Regions from separate parts of the Mus musculus genome. Here region 2 is linked to region 1. A link is a contact called in public HiChIP or PLAC-seq data. All regions are on one chromosome and are shown on one strand. Each heading gives the region's core, a stretch centred on a gene start, on an enhancer-like site or on the middle of the called end of the contact. The rest is flanking DNA. Distances are from core to core; before and after follow the strand shown. Region 1 overlaps Cacna1c (calcium channel, voltage-dependent, L type, alpha 1C subunit). Region 2 holds the start of Cacna1c (calcium channel, voltage-dependent, L type, alpha 1C subunit).

Region 1 (4,355 bases), core at 743-3,242:
TGTGCTTGATTATGGAGTTACCCTAAAATCTGCTGCGTACCTAGAAAAAATGCTGAGGATGAAAACCACAGGAAGATCATCTGAAGGAACCAAGGGGAGCAAGTGAAGATCCTGGCAGGATCGGGGCCACTGCACAACGGCAGAAGAACCATCGCAACAGGCACTGACACGCAATTTTCCGTAACATCAGACAGAGGAATGGCAGTCAGTAAACACAATCTTGCTTCCTAAGGAGGTATCTCCAACAATTAGGTCCATTCCCAACAGGGGAGGGTTTGTGTGCACGTTAACACACTTGACCCAGTCACACTGAAGAATATGGCCTCCCTCTGCTCCTTCCAGAGCTGAGCTAAGCCATCTGACTCCCAGAGAGCCCTGTGATAGTTAGTACTGATCACTACAGTTTTTATCTGAAGTGTCCTCCAAATATGCATGTGTTGAGACTTAGCCCAGAAAACAAGGAGCTGTGGTAGTTTAAATAAGAATGCCCCCCCTCCCATAGGTTCCTATATTTGAATGCCTAGTCAACACAGAGTGGCACTATTTGAGAAGGATGGGGGGTGTGGCCTTGTGGGAGTAAGTATGGCCATGTTGGAGGGAATATGTCACTGTATGGTGGGCTTTGTGGTTTCAAAAGGTCATGCCAGGCACAGGTTCTCTTTCTCTGTGCATCAGGGTGTAGATCTCTACTACTGCCCCAGCACCTGCCTTCATGCTTGCTGTACTCGACACCACAATGATAATGGACTAATCCTTGAAACTATAAGCAAGCCCCAAATTAAATGCTTTCTTTTACAAGAGTGGTCTTGGGCATGGTGTCTCCTCACAGCAAGAGAGCAGTGACTAAGACAGGAGATAATGGAATCTTTAAGGTGGGAATTAATAAGAGGAGGGTTGGATCGGCGAGGACTTGCCTTTGGAGGGAGGGCTGGGATCTCTGTCTTTCCTCCTTTCTCTTTGTTTCGTAGTTCATAAGATGATTCCTTTTCTCTGCCACTGAAACCTTCAGGTGTACTGTTTTCCCAAGGGCCCAAGCAATGGCACTATGAACTAGTGGACCAGATCCTTCAAGCTCTGCACCTTGTCTCTTTATAAGCCATTTGCTTCAGATGTCCTAGTACAGTGACAGAAAACTACGAAGGTGTATATCACAACTTATTCGGCTTTTCTTAGAGCTCCCTGTCTTAAGAGTCACTACACTAAAGACAGAGGGCATGCGGATGGTTGCTCAGATCTAAGGGTGTGGCTTTCAAGTACCTTCCATCATGTTCCTGAAATAGCCTGGCACTGCATGGGACAGTTACCAGGGAGCCACGACTTCCCTTCTTACAGTATGGGAGGAGAGGAATATTCTAGAGATTCTGATGGTTTATATAATCTTAAAGAACTTTTACTGCCTGAATATTCTGCCTTTTCGTTTAGGAGGTGAACTATATGTAACTTAAAATTCACCATGTGAACCGTTTTTTAAGTTTGCAGCTTCGTGACATTAAACACCACTCACACTGTCACTTCTGAATGCCATTGTGAACTTAAAATTTACCTCCAGAAGCTATTTCTAGTTTTATCAGCCAAGTACTAGATGCCATGGTTTTCTTTCCATGCCCATTGGACATTCTCGATCTTGCCCATATGCACATTTGCATTCTTGGTTAAGTAAGCTTTTGGCAAGTCTGTAAAGTGCTCTGGGCCTGTGATTGGTTCCATGTGACCATGTGATGAACAGCCATGCATTGGCCACCCTTGTGGTAGGGGGGCATCTTGGAACCCCTCTTCTTAAGCTAGGATTGGTGACTACCTAGGCATACAGGTCAGCTCAGGTCCTGGAGCACGCTTTTTTTTTTTTTTTTTTTTTGAAGGTAAAGGTGATTGGTTCTTGCAGCCTCCCATTGGTCTGCTTGTCTTGGTGTTCGTGCAAACAGTTCATTGTAGGCTTGCAAGCCTAGAGAATACAGGGTAGCTTTAATTAATTCTAGTACATGCCTTGCAATGTTTACATTCCAAACTACCTTCAAGTCAGAAGTATGTGGCCCAGAACCACAGTCTGGGGCAATAAGATTCCACTGGCCACTGCTTCCAACATCTGGAAGTCATTAGCTGGAAGGGCCCAGGCTTGCTAGTTGGTGCAGTTAGCTACATCTCAGGACAGAGACAAGGTACTCTGAGCTCCCCTTGAACTGCCACACAAGCTGTCTCCTGGATGCCAAGCAGAGAAACCTGGAGACAACAATCATCATACTCAAAACCAGGATCTCTTTCTTAAGACTTTTGTATTTTGTCCCAGCCCTAACCCTGAGTTCTGCTGAAGAGGGAAGTTCTCTGTCACCTCCCACCTGTTGGACCCGATGGTACATCTCACAGCCCAGAACAGGCTCGTGCTGAAGGAAAAGCTCCTGTGACCAGAAAGACCTCAGATCTCACTCTGCCACTCTCCTACCTTTGGTCCGAGCTACCTATCACCACCACAGGCTTCCGGTTTCCTTCTCTATCATTTCCCTCTCCAAGCTCAGGAAGTCCAGGCTGGCAGAAAAAAAAAGACTTAACATTTGCTCCTTTGGAAGGCAAATTTCCAGATGATTCAACAATGCTGAAGGGTTTACAGCATCTCTAAACAAATCAAAATTTATGAAAATACCGGTGTTTGTCAATGGAATTTCCCTCCTACTCATTAAAAGGCCAGTTGCATTTGTTGATAATGTCTAAAGAATTCTGCATTCTCACAGAGAGGGTGGGAATAGGATGCCACCCTGCTTTTCGGTTAAGGAAACTGAGGAAAGAGAGGGCAGGTACTCTCATTAAGCAGACCTGGGTTGATGCCTGTTTCTTAATCTATAAAATGATGCTACTCCTTCTCTGGTAGGTCGCCATCCCCATGGGACCTCTGTATACCAGATGCTCCGCACACAGCAGCCAGACAGTGAGGCAAGTTGCTCTGAGAACCAAGCAGCAAGTGTTGAGTGCAGACCTTATGGACTCCTAGGTCACCACATCCCCGAATCACAGATGTGTTGGGGTTCCCAGAATGGCTCCTGGTGAAACTCTAGAGAGACAGGAAACCCCAGAAGCTCACGAGGTTGCTCAGCTGTCTATGAGTCTCGGTTGCTCTTTATGTGCTTTTGCTATGCTTCTCACTCCCCTTGCCCCCCAGGACTCCAGCCTTAGTAGCCACAGGCCCATGCTATGCTTCCCCAAGGCATCCTTAGAGTCCATATACAAATATAGACAGAGCCTGACTCTTTTGCCTGGCTTACTTCATTTACTCGCTGTCTTCCAGGTTTGCCTATGTTGTCACAGATAGCAGTATTTGCTTCTTTAAAGCTGAACAACAAATATTCTGGTTATATATAAGAGTCATATTCTCTTCCTCCATTCATCTCTTAAGAGGCTCTGTGTTATCTCCACAGCAGCCTAGGGGTAGCTATTGTGGCTATTTCTGCAATGAACATGGGAGCATTGTCATCTCTTGGTGACAGTCTTGATGTCCTTTGGACATGTACCCAGATACAGGATTTTTGAGTCATGTGGCGCTTCAATTTTTAATTTCCAAATGCATTCTTGTAGTATTTTCTTGAATGGCTATGCAAATTTACATTTCCAACACTATGCATGGATTCTATATTTGCCACACCCCCAACAACATTTGTTATAGCCTCTTGGGGCTTGTTTTGGTGTTTATTTTTTGTGAATTTTTCGTTATTGTTGTTTCTTATTGTTTTTGGAAACAGACGCCCTTACAAGCATGTAATGGCAGCACTAGGTGGTCGAGATTTCTCTGTCCGCAGTGATTAGGGATGGAATTCACCTATTGCTCTTCCTGTTGGCTGGATGTGTGCTTAGCATAAACTGGCATTCAGGCCCCATCTTAGTGTCTTTTCCTATCTCTTTGTTAAAATACTGAAAAAAAAAAATCAACTCAAGGAAGAAAAGGGGTTATCTGGGCTCACAGCTCAAGCTACAGTCAGTCCACCATGGAGGAGAAGCCCAGGCTGTAAGAGCTTGAAGCAGTCGCTCACACTTTATCCACAGTAAAGAAGCAGAGATGGATGGATGTGTGAGCTCAGCTCTCTTTCCTCATTTTGTGGAGCTCAGGATCCCTAGCCAGAGGCTGGTACCACTGTAGTGAGCAGATTCCCCTACCTCATTAATCCAATCAGATCAATCCCCATAGCCAGGCCCAGAAGCCCACCTCTGCGGTGATTGGGTTTCCTCGCGTTCACAACAAACAGAAACCATCTCAAGCCCATGTTTACTCTGATTATTTGCACAAATGACAAACCACGCATTAAAAAGAACAGCAAAGTTGGAGGCATCAATGTTCTTGGTTTTTAACTGTATTTAAAGCCAAAGCAATCGGA
Region 2 (3,937 bases), core at 194-2,693, 200 kb after region 1:
GATGGGGACTGGGGAGGAGAGGGAGAAAGTTTCCAAGAAGTGGGGAGCTACCCGAAAGCCATTCACCATTAGAGGGGAGCTGATGACACTTGATGCCCAGGATGGAGATGCTTAGAGAACACTAAGTATGGAGCCTCAGAGCTAGTCACACCCTTTCATGATTCCCTGAAAACATGGAAAAGCAAAGCCCACACATCACTGAGGCTTCTAACCGCTTTCCATCCTCAGGTGCGAGTCCACACTGGGGTGCTAACAGTAACACACCCGGCACCCGGCGTGGGCTCGCTCGGGGTCAATGGCAGTGGAGAGGTGGGCGGTGTTGAGAAGCCGAAGAGCCTGAGAGCCTGGAGAGAGGAGGCGCGCTGAGACGCACAGCTGCAGCCCCCGCCCCCACCCCCACCCGCGACCCGGAGCGCACTGCCCGAGGAAGTGGCGTCGGGAAGAGTGGACGTGGGGCAGCCTGGGGGGCCACCGGCGCGGGGCTGGTCTCCGTAGGGGTGCGCGCGAGAGCGCGCGTTCCCTGCCGCGCCCCAGCAAAGCAAGGGACCCCGAAGCAGCGGCTCCTCGGCTCGCCGTGGCCAGACTGGCCGGCCGGCTTTCGAGGCAAAGGCGAGAAATGCAGGCAGCGCCGACACTTGGGGAACTTTCCCCCTCGCTCGGGATTTCATGGGAACCACATGCTCCGAAGAAGCCCGGCCGCGGAGGGGGAGGGGCGGGAATTTTCCGCTCCGGCTCGCACGGCGGCTCGGCCGGCTCCCGCGGGCTCCCGCGCGCGGGGTTGGCGCCCCTCGCGAGGCACGCGGCGAGGGCCGCTCCACCGGGACCCGCCGTGGGCAGCGCGGGCGAGCCCGGCGAGGCGCTGGGGTCCCGCTTACCTTGGTGGTTTTCCTCTGGAACGTACATCCTCGTGTTTTCATTGACCATTGGCCAAAAACTGCTTGGAAAGGAGAAGCCACAAAGAGGAAGAAATGCAGCAACAGCCGCGAGCGGCTCGGGATGGATCCCTCCTCCGAGGCCGGCGGCTCTCGCGCAAATCCAGGAACCCGTGGATCCGCAGTGGTTCTTGCTCCCTTCGGGTGATTACCTGATCCCCATTATTGCACCAAACACCAAAAACTGCTGCTTTCCACTACCGCCTCCTTTCGTGAGATTGTAATGCATCCTCAGTACATCCGGGCCCCTTCCAAGAATTTAGCACCGCACCTCTGGCGGCTACACCATTTGAAAATAAAAATGATAAGAATAATAAATGGAGAGGCAGAGCGAGAAGAGGCGCAAAGGCGAGGCGAGGGAAAGCGGCGGGCCCGCGGCGCCGGGTGGACCCCGAGCCGCCAGGGGGCCCGAGGCGTCTCCGGCCCGCCCAGGGCGATCGCCGCGAGGCCCCGACCCGCGATCTTCGGCGACGGCAGCCGCGAACACCTGAGGGCGAGCCCGCGGGAAGCGTCGCCGCCGCCGCCGCCACTGCCGCCGCCGCTCCGGGCCGCGCCGCGCCGAGCGCCGTTCTGGCAGGGAGCTGTTTCTGCAGAGGCAGCGAGAGGGAGACACCGGGCGCGAGAGCGCGGCGCGGCCTCCCTCCTCCCTCCAGCCCCGCCGCGCCCGCGCCCGCCCCTGCCCGCGCCCGCCCGCCCGCCCGCCCGCCCGGCGCGCCGGAGCAGACGAGCTGAACGCTTCCAGATGTGGCGGCGGCGCGCGGCGGGGACCGGAGCCCGAGTGGAGCGGCGCCGCCACGCGAGAACCCCCTGGCTTCGCGACGGCGGGGAACGAGCCCAGGAGCGGACACACCTCCGAGAGCCCGGCTGCAAGACCTCCACCCTCCCGAGGCCCCGCGGCCACCGCGCGTCCCTGGGGGGGTGGGGGGGGGCGCCACGCTAGCAAGGCCTGGGAGGGGAATCCCGGCAACACGAACTACAATGTGCCCAACTCCCGGCCCCTTTCACATCGACCGGACGAAACAGCAAAATGAGCCGTGATTCTGTTGATCGATTACAATCAGAGCGGTTGTAGAAGTGACACACACAGGCAAGGATGGGCAGATGGGCGGGGAGAGAGAGAGCCCAAGAGGCGGAGCCTTGTGGGCAAGGCAGCAGTGGTGCCCAGATGTCTGAGAACATTAACACAGCCAGGTTTGCTCTCTCCTTGGGGTCAGGCGAGCACGTGTTCTGCCAGTGTCTCCTTACCTACTTCTCTTAATTCTGCCACCCTGGCGGGGAGCTATGAAACACTTCTCCCTGACTCTCGCTGTCACAGTAATATGTATGGCACCTCCTGCACGCACGACCCTCTAGATGGGGCTGGTGAGCCCATTCTAGAAGGGCCTACCACTGGGAAACCAGATCTAAATATCAACCCTTAGAAGACTTCACGCCCTGTCTCCAGGTTCCCTAAAAGACCCTATCATCTACGTGGCTTTAAGCACGGCTAAGTGTCAGCTGCAAATCTCCAGTTTAGACCTTCCTTCTCACCCATAGGCCAGCCAACCTGCCCTCTCCACTTGAGAATCAAACCTTATATGTCCAGGCCTGCTTCTCACACAGCCTTCCCCCAACTCAGCTGAAGAACCCTGGAGACACCTTGACTTGATCTCCTCCACCGCTTCACATCAGTATATCTCGGAATTCACCTCAGACAGAACAAGGCAGTGTAACCTTCCCTGGCTTTCTCTGCTGCCACCTTCCATGGCTGAGCCAAAGTTCTACCTCTGGCGCTCTGCAGTAGCTGGTTCTCTATTTACCCTCCTCTCCTCGGGTTCGTTCGGTTGGAACAATCCACTTCAAAGGGTGCGTCTAACCCAGACCCTCCAGTGGCCTCTGTCATTTTAGTGACAGTGACAGTATCCTACAAGGACTGCAGGAACAGCTAGGGACGACGTCCATCACACACTTTCCAACTGCTGTTCCTCCTCGCTGTTCCTCCAGAAATGATCCCCTCGCCTGCACTCACACCCTGCACACACAAACCTCTTTCCCCTGTTCTTAGTCTTACCCTGAGTAAACACTGCGACCTGCCTACCCCCAGCAAAGACTCCTAGTACTGTTTTCTCACTGCGTTTCTTGGAGCAACATCTGGTAGGTAGTGGGTACCTAATACATTCATGCTGAGTGAGTGAATGAAGGAATGAAGGAATGTCCCCAGAAGTACCATTCGCTGCATCATCTCAAGATGCCTCCCTGGTCACTGCTTGAGACCCAAAACCTTACCAACTCCTCATTTTCCCTAAATTAAACTTAATGGTGATCTAATTGTTTGTTGCTGCTCTAAGGGGTGTGTCTTTGCCATCCTGGTCTGTGATTACTCAACTTGCAACCTCCAGTGTGAGAAAGAAAATTAGAAATTACACAGTCCCATTTGGGGAGCTTGTTGGATTGTATCTCAAGGGCAAGTGTGACTGATTGTATAAGCCAATAATAAAATTGGTCTGCAGTCCCATTGCACCCTGTGGCACAAGAAGAGTGATGGCTCATATTGTCACATAACTCTGTGCCAACCATGGAGCAATACTCTACAGGCGTTGCCTCACTGGCTCCACGCTGCTACATCATAAGGTAGGAATTATTGTCTCTATTTTATAGATGGGAGAGACTGACACAAGTGCTCCCTGGCCAGGGACACCCAACTGGGACCTCGTCAGGGAGAACCTGACACCAAATTCATTTTCTTGTATTTATCTTGCTCTCTGCTGAGCAGGGTGGCCAAGGGTGACACGGGGGGCGGGGGGGTAGAGCTGCAAGAGCTGACTAGAGAATACACTTCACAAAATAGTCTGGGATGGAGAACCAAACCTTGGCGTGCTGGGGTCCCTTGTTTGATTGACAGCCTAACTTTCCTGTAAGTAGGCAAATACTATCTCCCTGCTGCTTTCGTTTCATTTTTCTCTCCTCTTTTCTGCTGTTAGTGTGTTCTTTTCTTTCCAAAAAAAAAAAAAAAAAGTGTTTCCTAA

The links. HiChIP or PLAC-seq counts read pairs in DNA pulled down with a chosen protein or histone mark.
Region 2: a contact with region 1 is called in an H3K27ac HiChIP or PLAC-seq map of the NIH/3T3 cell line, with 6 times the contacts expected there. The contact joins the promoter of Cacna1c here to the enhancer-like site in region 1. A contact is called at or near these places in 1 of 15 datasets of contacts at CTCF or cohesin (the NIH/3T3 cell line), 11 of 484 Hi-C or Micro-C datasets (the HPC-7 cell line, the Patski cell line, cochlea and 7 more), 14 of 115 datasets of contacts at active chromatin or transcription factors (the NIH/3T3 cell line, the SCID.adh cell line, craniofacial prominence and 10 more) and 2 of 9 other capture datasets (adipose tissue and pancreatic islet).

What each region holds. Positions count from the first base shown.
Region 1 is chr6:118,905,824-118,910,178 of GRCm38.p6, forward strand. The region is part of intron 3 of Cacna1c (calcium channel, voltage-dependent, L type, alpha 1C subunit); the gene reads right to left. Among named protein-coding and RNA genes, the nearest start is that of 4931430N09Rik, 28 kb to the left of the region's middle. Within about 2 kb of position 1,993, at least 31 of the 459 cell types and tissues checked have an H3K27ac peak or open chromatin away from gene starts, as enhancers often do. A contact at or near this core is called in the NIH/3T3 cell line, craniofacial prominence, embryonic fibroblasts and 1 more, where this site is marked.
Region 2 is chr6:119,107,052-119,110,988 of GRCm38.p6, forward strand. Cacna1c (calcium channel, voltage-dependent, L type, alpha 1C subunit) reads right to left here and starts at 1,444. Exons shown (of 47, transcript NM_001159534.2): 1 at 876-1,444. The coding sequence starts at 924.